2 separate regions of the Macaca mulatta genome follow, and region 1 is linked to region 2. A link is a contact called in public Hi-C data. All regions are on one chromosome and are shown on one strand. The core of a region is the stretch at or near the end of the contact, and the rest is flanking DNA. Distances in the headings are between cores, read along the strand shown.

Region 1 (5,198 bases), core at 893-3,392, 300 kb after region 2:
CATTGCCCTCTGGGGGTGAGCATGTCTTCACATCCTCCACCACCCTAATGACAAACACGCAGAACATGGCAAAGCCTCAGCTCTGCATGGTGAAAGTAAGAACCAGCAATTGTCACAAACAGAAATACAGTGTTGGTCCGGCAGCCTCCAGCAGTTCTGCACAAGCAGATTACCAGTAAATACAAGGCTATCTTTCTAAAAACCAAAGTCGTATTTATGTTATCTATTTTCTATAAAATTTTGTATTAATTTATTTGTTACCTATTTTTGAACTCTTTCAAAAGCACACTATATTTCCCTGCTTAAACAGCCCCCTGAGGGCGGGTGCCTGAAAGCCTCTACACTTGTGTCATTCCATCTCCACCGCAGGCGTATTGAGTAAGTTTGTATTTGGGTTTTTTAAAAACCTCCACTCTACAGTTAAGAAAACTAAGGCAGAGAGCTTCAATAATTTGGTCAAAGCCAAGTAGTAGTAATGACGCTGGAGGTTAAACCCAGCAGCATGACTACAGTTCTTAATCAATGCCTTTTGAATTGCACATATGGGATGAACTTGAACATTTTCTTGATGATTCACTGTCCTTGTTATGATTACCAGTTACTGAGCTCTGTTGTAACAGAGACATATGTCCCTATGTGGGGCGGGGGTGGGGTGTCTTGATCGCGGGGCTATTTCTGTACTTTTCTGGCTTTTCCCAAGCAGTCATTTCTTTCTATTCTCCAAGCACCAGCAATGAGCTTCACCTTTTCAGCTTCTAGTTTGCTGAAACTAATCTGCTATAGACAGAGACTCCAGTGAAACAATTTTACTAGGGTGTAATCAAATAAACTCTCTCTGACAAAGGATTACTGAAAGAGTAACTAAGAGTTTGATGTTTACTGAGTGTATAGTATGTGCTAGATGCTGGCTGTGGATGCCTCATAGAATCCTCCCAACAACCCATGAAATGACTACTGTCATTCAGCCCAACACCCAGATGAGAAAGCTGAGGGTAAGACAGGTTTCAAGCTTGGCAGTCTGACTACAGAGGCCTCTGGCTTAACCCCTGGGTTAGGCTGCCTCTGTAGGTTTGGGGGCATATAATTTTGCTGTTTGGGGTCTCCTTTGCCTTCTTAGAGATCACAAGCCAAAGCTTTTTATTTGGTCACGGAAGCCCAGAAGGGCATCTTGTGGCTCAGGAGTAGCTCTCTGCTGTCTCCCAAGATCTGCTGACAATACTTGAGATTTTCAGACGTCACCAACCACCAAGAGAGCTTGATATGACTGTACATAATATTGTCATAAAGAACCTGAACTTGACCATATACTTCTGTCATGTGGAAAATTTCTCATAGCTCCGGATAGATTGTATCTGGGGTGAAGAATCCTGCCACCTATGTACCTGGCATAGTGTGAGTCCTCATAAATGCTTACTGGTCTGAAGGGCCACAAAATAGTGAACAGTGAAAATCCCCACTAAGATCCTGAGTCCAGATAAAGATGGGAAACCTGGTTAGCTCACCCACCCGCCTATAGTTAAAACTCTTTAGACAACAGGTTGTTTTCATTTACGGAGTAATATTGGGTGGTGAGTTCATGTGTATGGGGAGTGGGATAGGGGATACGGGGAGAGTGGGGAAAAAGGGGGCACAGGGTTAACATGAAGTCCAGGATCCCCCTCTACATTTAAAGTTGGTTTAAGTTGGCTTCAATTGATGGCAACTCTTAAGATAATCAGAATTTTCTTACCTTTTTAGCTTTACTGTTGAAAAGCCCTGTGATCTTGTACAAATCATTTGCTTCTTGGTAGTAATTTCTTTTACTCAAACGTAGGCTTTTGACTAGGTGAATGTAAATGTTCTTCTAGCTCTAATATCCTTTATTCTTTATATTTTCTAACAGATTCTGTGTAGTTGGATGAGCAGAGAACAAAAACAAAATAATCCAGTGAGGAAAGCCCGTGAATAAACTTTCAGACCCGAGATCTACTCTCTAGCCTATTTTAAGCTCAACTTGAAAAGAAGAACTGTTCTCTGATTCTTTTCGCCTTCAATACTCAATTATTTAACTCCGCCCTCCTTCAAAAGAAACAGCATTTCCTACTTTTATACTGTCTATATGATTGATTTGCACAACTCATCTGCCAGAAGAGCTGAGACATCCGTTCCCCTACAAGAAACTCTCCCTGGTAAGTAACCTCAGCTGCTTGGCCTATTAGTTAGCTTCTGAGATGAGTAAAAGCCTTAACAGGAAACCCAGAGAAGACATTTGGCAAACACAAAGTGCTCATACAATTATCTTAAAATATAATCTTTAAGATGAGGAAAGGGTCAGAGTTTAGAATGAGTTTCAGATTATTATAACATCAAAGATACAAAACATGATTGTGAGTGAAAGACTTTAAAGGGAGCAATAGTATTTTAATAACTAACAGTCCTTACCTCTCAAAAGAAAGATTTGCAGAGAGATGAGTCTTAGCTGAAATCTTGAAATCTTATCTTCTGCTAAGGAGAACTAAACCCTCTCCAGTGAAATGCCTTCTGAATATGTGCCCACAAGAAGTTGTGTCTAAGTCTGGTTCTCTTTTTCCTTTTTCCTCCAGACAAGAGGGAAGCCTAAAAATGGTCCAAATTAATATCAAATTACAAACGTCAGATAAAATTTTCCTCTAATATATCAGTTGCATGGCACAGTTAATATGTAATTCTTTATGGCTCTAAATTAAAAGTGAGCTTTTCTAGAGGCTTCTCCCAGCTGCCTAATCTAAGATGCAGGGAATTTGAGACTCGCAGGGTTTAATAAGAGAAAATTCTCAGCTAGAGCAGCTGAACTTAAATAGACTAGGCAAGCCAGCTGGTTATAAGACTAAACTACCCAGAATGCATGACATTCATCTGTGGTGGCAGACGAAACATTTTTTTTATTTTATTATTTCTTGGGTGTGTATGAAAACTCTTAATTGTGGCAACTCAGAAACTATAAACACAAACTTCACAGAAAGTGTGAGGATTTTACAATTCTCTGTTGGCGTCTATGAGCTTCTCGGGGGACTTGAGCGTCTGGCCATTTCACTCTGACTGTATCACAGCACCGAACATCTGATGGTCTTGCCTTTTAATTCTCTTTTCCAGGAGTGAGAGGGAGGGTAGCATGGTAGTTAAGAGTGCAGGCTTCCTGCATTCAAAATCAGTTGCTTCCCAGCTGGGTGGCTTTGAGCAAGTTACTCGCCCTCTGTATGCTTCAAAGTCCTTGTCTGCAAAATATGAAAAATATTTCCTGCCTTATAAGGTTGCCCTGAGGATTAAATGAAAGAATGGGTATGACTCTTAGACAGTGATTGGCATCCAGTATGTGCCCTCGAGGTCTCTTAATTATTACTGACTTGCTCATAGTGCATGCTCTTTGTGGACTAACTCCAGAGAATGGCAGCATCAATAAACATCTTAAGACGGAGTTGCAGCCGGGCATGGTGGCTCATGTTTGCAATCCCAGCATTCTAGGAGGCTGAGGCAGGAGGATTGCTTGAGCCCAGGAGTTCGAGACCAGCCTGGGCAACATAGTGTGATCTTGTCTCTATAAAAATAAACAAAATTAGGCCAGGCGTGGTGGCTTACGCCTGTAATCCCAGCACTTTGGGAGGCCGAGGCAGGCAGATCACAGGGTCAGGAGATGGAGACCATCCTGGCTAACACGGTGAAACCCCATCTCTACTAAAAATACAAAAACAAAATTAGCCAGGTGTGGTGATGGGTGCCTGTAGTCCCAGCTACTCAGGAGGCTGAGGCAGAAGAATGGCGTGAACCCAGGAGGAGGAGCTTGCAGTGAGTTGAGATCGCGCCACTGCACTCCAGCCTGGGCAAAAGAGCAAGACTCCGTCTCAAATAAATAAATAAATAAATAATAAATAACAATAAAAATAAACAAAATTAGCTGTTACAGGTGTGGTGGCACCTGTAGTCCCCAGCCACTTGGAAAGGTGAGGTGAGAGGATTGCTTGAGCCTGGGAGGTCCAGGCTTCAGTGAACCATGATCGAGCCACTGCACTCCAGCCTGAGCGACAGAGTGAGACCCTGTCTCAAAACAACGACAACAGCAACAACAAAAAGGCTGAGCTGCACCATGCTTGACCCAGTTTCTTAAAATTGTTATCAAAGCTTCATTCACTCTGTGGTGCTATAGAGCACAAGATTTTATTTGGTGAGATGGTGCTTTCATGAATTCCCCCAACAGAGCCAAGCTCTCCATCTAGTGAGCGGGAAGCTAGCAGCAAACCTTCCCTTCACTACAAAACTTCATTGTTTGGCCAAAAAGGGAGTTCATTCAATGTAGACATCTATGTATGGAATTAAAAACCTATTGATGTATAAAACTGTTTGCATTCATGGTGGGCCACTAAATACTTTCTAGGGCTTTATAAAAGATCACTTTCTACTTATTCACAGGGTGGAACAAGATGGACTATCAAGTGTCAAGTCCAACCTATGACATCGATTATTATACATCGGAACCCTGCCAAAAAATCAATGTGAAACAAATCGCAGCCCGCCTCCTGCCTCCGCTCTACTCACTGGTGTTCATCTTTGGTTTTGTGGGCAACATACTGGTCGTCCTCATCCTGATAAACTGCAAAAGGCTGAAAAGCATGACTGACATCTACCTGCTCAACCTGGCCATCTCTGACCTGCTTTTCCTTCTTACTGTCCCCTTCTGGGCTCACTATGCTGCTGCCCAGTGGGACTTTGGAAATACAATGTGTCAACTCTTGACAGGGCTCTATTTTATAGGCTTCTTCTCTGGAATCTTCTTCATCATCCTCCTGACAATCGATAGGTACCTGGCTATCGTCCATGCTGTGTTTGCTTTAAAAGCCAGGACAGTCACCTTTGGGGTGGTGACAAGTGTGATCACTTGGGTGGTGGCTGTGTTTGCCTCTCTCCCAGGAATCATCTTTACCAGATCTCAGAGAGAAGGTCTTCATTACACCTGCAGCTCTCATTTTCCATACAGTCAGTATCAATTCTGGAAGAATTTTCAGACATTAAAGATGGTCATCTTGGGGCTGGTCCTGCCGCTGCTTGTCATGGTCATCTGCTACTCGGGAATCCTGAAAACTCTGCTTCGGTGTCGAAACGAGAAGAAGAGGCACAGGGCTGTGAGGCTTATCTTCACCATCATGATTGTTTATTTTCTCTTCTGGGCTCCCTACAACATTGTCCTT
Region 2 (5,435 bases), core at 2,399-4,898:
AATCTCATAAAAATATAAAAATTCCTGACCATGCCAAATTATATACTCCAGAGAGCAAAGGCAATCATTTCACTGACAATGCCGTTAAGAATGCAGCCCTGAAGGTTACATCAGACACTAGATACCTTGAAATGTCCTTACAGACTTATTGCCCATTTAAAACTTTGACCAGGCATGGTGGCTAACGTCTGTAATCCCAGCTACTTGGGAGGCTGAGGCATGAGAATCTCCTGAATGGAGGTTGCAGTGAGCTGAGATTGCGCCACTGCACTCCAGCCTGAGTGACAAAGTGAGACCCTGTCTCAAAAACAAAAACAACAAAAAACACCAGCCCCCTGTCAAACAAAAAAACATACAAACAAAATCTTTATTAGAAGCAGCACAAACAGGAGCTCGCAAGAAGGAAATTGACGTCGGGAAAGATAAAGGAACCAAGTTTTCCCCAGAAACAGGCTTATGATATGGACTTAATGATAGACCAATCTTTCCCTTAGGGCTTCAGTTATCCTTTAAATGATGTGTTTATGAGCTGACTCATTGGAATCCAGAAGAAATGACAGCTTGGGGAAAGCAATATTATTGGAAACCATCCCCTCTTGTTTATTTTTGCTGTATGGTTTGTACCAAACATAATCCTGGAAAACTCCTTCATAGGTTACAGGGACATTTTCCTTTACCTTTAGGACCTTTAGGACCCTTCGATATATGGCAATTGGACTTTATCCAACTGCCCCTATCTCAGAGTTATAGATACGTTCTGGTGCTAATTTGTGTGTTTTCTCATTGGGATGAAACCTGCCCATGCCAATAAGCCATGGTCCAAGAAGTAAGAAAATTGTTATTAGAAAAGATAATTCTAATTTCCTTCCTTCATGGGGAGTTTCATCTGAGCTCCAGAACGGCCAAAGAACACATTTTACTGGTCAAGTAATTCAATCCATTTGCAACATTTGGCCTATATTCCAATATTTCCATTGTCCTTTTAACCCCCAATCCTCTGGACTGGTGAAACACACCAATGGTGTAATAAAAACTCAATTAGCCAAACTAATTGAAGTTTTTAACCTCTCCTGGCCAAAGGCTGTCTCATTAGTTCTGCTCAACCTGTGATCCACATCATTTGGAAAACACCAGCTCTCTCTCTTCCAAATAATAATAGGAAGGGCCAAGTGACTAGAGGAAGGAACTTATGAACTTGCATTTTTTAAAGGTGATATCCTCCATTACTGCCACGGTCTCAGAATACTCAAAATTAATCAAGAGTTCCTTCTGCAGAGAGCTCTGGGGAGATGAAATCATCAAAAATCATGGCCTATAACTGGAGATTTTTTTTTTCTTTTTCAAGGTCTCTGATGTCTAATATTTCACAGGCCAGTGAAGCAGTTTTGGCATTCCAAGCGTTTTTGCCCTTTGTGAATTTCCCACTAGAGTGATTTGCAACTATTCCTTTTCTTTTCTTTTTTAAAAATAAGTGTCTAAGAGCATGGAATGTTAAAGGGCAATGTGTCTTAGGATATTTCGTTACCCTTCTCTATGTACAGCTCTGAAGAAACTCAGCACTGGACTAGTTCCCTCATACTTTTCTCTAGGCATGACTGCAGATCTACTTTAGATGGCGATTCTATTTAGAGAAAACGTGCTGATTATCTGGCTAGCCATCAAGAAGATAGCTCCATGGCATTTTTTTTTTTTGAGAATACTTTTGCCTTTGTTGGCTGTAACTTCCCAGGAACATATGATCTAAAATCTTTCTAAAACCCTAGGAAACATTGCTGATGAAACTGCTCTCTCCATCACAGCTCAACAAAAAGCTACGGATTTACTGACTAAGGTTGTGCTAAATAATCACATTGCTTTAGATTCTACATTAGCTAAGCAAGGAGGTGGATATGTGGTGGCAAATACCTCTTGTTGTGTATACATAAGTATTTCCCATGAAGCAGAAACTCACCTAGGAAAAATCGGAGAAGAAGCTACTTGGCTACAGTCTCCAAAGAAAAGCTGGGATTTAATTTTCTTCATGATGTTTTTAGTTGACTCTTAACAGACTAGATTTCTTTTTCATTCTGGCATAAAAATTCTCTTTTTGATTATAATCCTATGTGCATTATATATTTCTATTGTTCAAATTAATGCTAGATATCTTTCATTGTTTTATTTCTTCTGAGAAAAAGAAAATCATAGTATTCCAGAGACTGGTGATGATGGAGCAAGCGACGGCAGCTATGTAAGTCAATACTTTGACTGAGGACTCACTTTTGCCATTCCTTAATGTCATCCTGATTCAGCTTTTTGGTGCTCTTCAAATTTCTCCCTGAGATGTCTCCACTCCCCCATGTGGGACATGACTACCCAGGAATGAGCCTTCCCAGTGACCGGGGACAAGCTGACACTCAGATTTGTATCATCAGTGCTTTTGAGGAGAAAAATTTGTGATCAAAAGGAAGGAAATGAGAGCAAAAAGAAACTATTAATCATAGGAATGTGAGCCCTTTTAAATTATCAGTCCCAGAAAGGCATTGGAATGAAAAGCCATCACATCTCATGCCTCCCTTGAGCTAAGTAATTACTCTGGAAGCCACTTGCTATGTGGACTCTAGACTAACTGATGCTAAGTAGCTGTAAAATGCCATGCACCGGATGCCATAACTCATATCCTCCAGCTCAACAATGTAAAGCCAATCCCTAATCAATGTTATTTCTGTAAACCAATGAGAATTCCTGCCAACTTTTTATCAGCTCACTCCTTGCCTTCTTTGTATCTTTAAAAACCCACTTGTACGGATGCAGCTGGAGGCCATTATCCTAGGCGAACTAATGCAGGAACAGAAAACCAAATACTGAATGTACTCACTTATAAGTGAGAGCTAAACACTGGGCACACAAAGACATAAAGATGGAAACAACAGACACTGGGGGCTACTAGAGGGCGGAAGAAAGGAGTGGGGTGAGAATTGAACAAGTATCTTATTGGGTACTATGCTCACCACCTGGGTGATGGCATCAGTCGTACCCTGAACCTCAGCAACATGCAATATACCTTCGTAACAAGTGTGCACATGTACCTCCCGTAGCTAAAATAAAAGTTGAAATTATTTTTTAAAAAAAGCCTGAATGCAACAAAAGCCGGATGGAGTACTCCCCAAGGCAACTTGGAAGGGTGTGCCGGGCAGCTGGCCTCACATTGGCTCAAGTAAAGTCTTTAAAATTCTATTTTGTGCTCAGCTTCTTCATTTTAGGTTGACAGCACTCGCAGAAAACCTTGCCCCTCTTAAGAAGTTCTTGTAATCATGATAGCTAACACATGGAGCAGCCTATGTCTGCTCTAAGCATTTGACATATATTATTTTGGAAAAAAAAAAAAAAGTTTCCATCACCACAAACACAACTCATCACACTGCAAACACAAGAGGCAGGTACTAATGTGATCTACATCTATACAGACCAGGGAACTGAGGCACAAGGAGGCAAGTAACTTGGCCAAAGTCATGTTGCCAGGGAGCAGCAAAGCTGGCTCCAGTCTTTATTCCTAACCAGCCTCTTGACTGCCTCTGATGCTTTTGATCTTATCATGACAATTGTTCTGCAGCCTGTATTGTGGTTCGAGTATTTTTTTCTCCATTTTAAACACTTTGAGTTTGCGCTCCATCCTGTCTGCCCCTCCCCTTCACAGCAAATTTCTTGAAAGCATAGACCACATTCACTCTCCTTCCAGCAGCAAGCCTGCCATCAGTTTTCACTCCCAAGGTCAGGAGTCTGGCCTTGGCCTGGCTCACTGATCTGCCCGTGCACTGTCCCCCAATACTCCCACTCACTTCCATGTCCCAATAATCATGCATAATGCTGGCACCCCCAGCTCCATACATTCAGTCCAAACCTCCCTCTTGAGCTACAGATCTACAGTGGTCAACCTTGGTGTAAGACTTCCTTACTTAGTGTGGTCTTTGGTGTGACAGCATCATCTGGGAACTTGTTAGAAATGCAGTTCTGGGCCTAACCCCAGACCTGCTGAATCAGACTCTGCATTTTGGTAGGACACTCCTCTGACCTAGCAGATTCTTGGGCACAACAGAGTCTGAGCAGTGTGATGTCTTGTGACGTAGCAGTTGCTGTAATGCTCTCCCATGGCTCTACCTGCTGATGCACCCATGCCTTAGGTGCTAAGAGTCCTGGCTGCTAACTTTTCACACCTGCACCCTTTTCTGGAGGATGGCCCTTAGCTCAAGCTTGTCTGCACATTCCAGTCACCTGGGGATATAGTAAAATGTCCAAAGCCAGGCCACACCACGGGCCAACTGAATCACAGTCTCTGAGGGTGGGATCCAACATCAGCATTTCTGAAGCCCAAGAGTTGCCCTTAGACAGACATGTTTGGGACTCACTACCATAGCTGATGGGGCGCTGTCATGCTTAGAGGTTGTGGAGCTTTCTCATACTCCTCCCAGCTGCCTGTGACTAGCAGCTGACTGATGCTGGGCCATAGAAGCTCAGCCACCTGTCGTAGCAAGGGACGCCTCTGCAGTGCCTTACCTTACTCCAGCCCTGGGCGTGGCCAGGCTGAGGCCAGACTTCTGCCCACCCTGTCCTCTGATTTATCCTGCTTCCCTCACTCCTACACATTTCTCCTGAGAGCCCTTCTCCATGCCTTACTTTGCACAAGAATCTCCTTCTTAGGCTCTGCTTTCAGAAATCCAACCCAAGACAAGGATAGCACCACCCAAGACTCAACTAACCCCAAATTGAACTCAAATCTTTCCCCCGTGCCTTCTCTTCCTCCTGTGCCACTCCCCTTCTCATCCTCTGATCTGAAAGTGGCTGACGCTGTTTTCCACACCCTTAGACTCTCTGTCCCCTGTCCTCCCCTACTTTGGATTTCACACATTCGTACCCTGGGCCATGACATGGGGGCTGCTGTCATCCTCCTCCATCCTCCCACACCCGCCCATTCTGCACATGCTGGCCTGGAGGATACAATGTCTTGTCATGTTGCTCCTGCCTGGAGTCCCCAGTGTCTGCCTGGCATGCACAGCAGTGTTTCCTAAAATAGGAATGTATTCTGTACAGTCCTCAAGTCATCTGGGAGAATTTTTAATTGTCCGTTGTCATTTGATAACTTTAAAAATACATTATTTTATGAGCACATTCTTGATGTCTGGACAGTCACATCTGCCCCCTACTTCCAGTGCCCATACTTCAGCTTAAGATATTTTTGGAACCAAATGATCACTCAAAGAAATAGATTTTCATTTTCAAAAGTACTGGTAGGTGAGTCTGGCTTGTATTACTTAGGCATGTCCTAATATCAAAATGACAACAGTTATTATGGACCATACTCATATGACTACTATTACAATAATATTTACAATTTTTGAGTGTTTATCATAGGCACTGCATGGTACATGCCTTATCTCATTTGATCTTCACACAGCTCTATG

The links. Hi-C and Micro-C count contacts between places; a contact is called where the count stands out from the background.
Region 1: a Hi-C map of CD4 T cells shows a contact between it and region 2, with 3 times the contacts expected there. The contact joins the promoter of CCR5 here to the enhancer-like site in region 2. A contact is called at or near these places in 6 of 14 Hi-C or Micro-C datasets (CD4 T cells, blood, cortical neurons and 3 more).

What each region holds. Positions count from the first base shown.
Region 1 is chr2:109,733,455-109,738,652 of T2T-MMU8v2.0, forward strand. CCR5 (C-C motif chemokine receptor 5) reads left to right here and starts at 2,143. Exons shown (of 2, transcript NM_001309402.1): 1 at 2,143-2,168; 2 at 4,423-5,198. The coding sequence starts at 4,434. LOC106996934 (a long non-coding RNA gene) reads right to left here and starts at 2,530. Exons shown (of 3, transcript XR_001443031.3): 1 at 2,422-2,530; 2 at 1,730-1,885.
Region 2 is chr2:109,434,178-109,439,612 of T2T-MMU8v2.0, forward strand. No RefSeq gene overlaps it. Among named protein-coding and RNA genes, the nearest start is that of XCR1, 53 kb to the left of the region's middle. Within about 2 kb of position 3,649, at least 4 of the 40 cell types and tissues checked have an H3K27ac peak or open chromatin away from gene starts, as enhancers often do. A contact at or near this core is called in CD4 T cells, where this site is marked.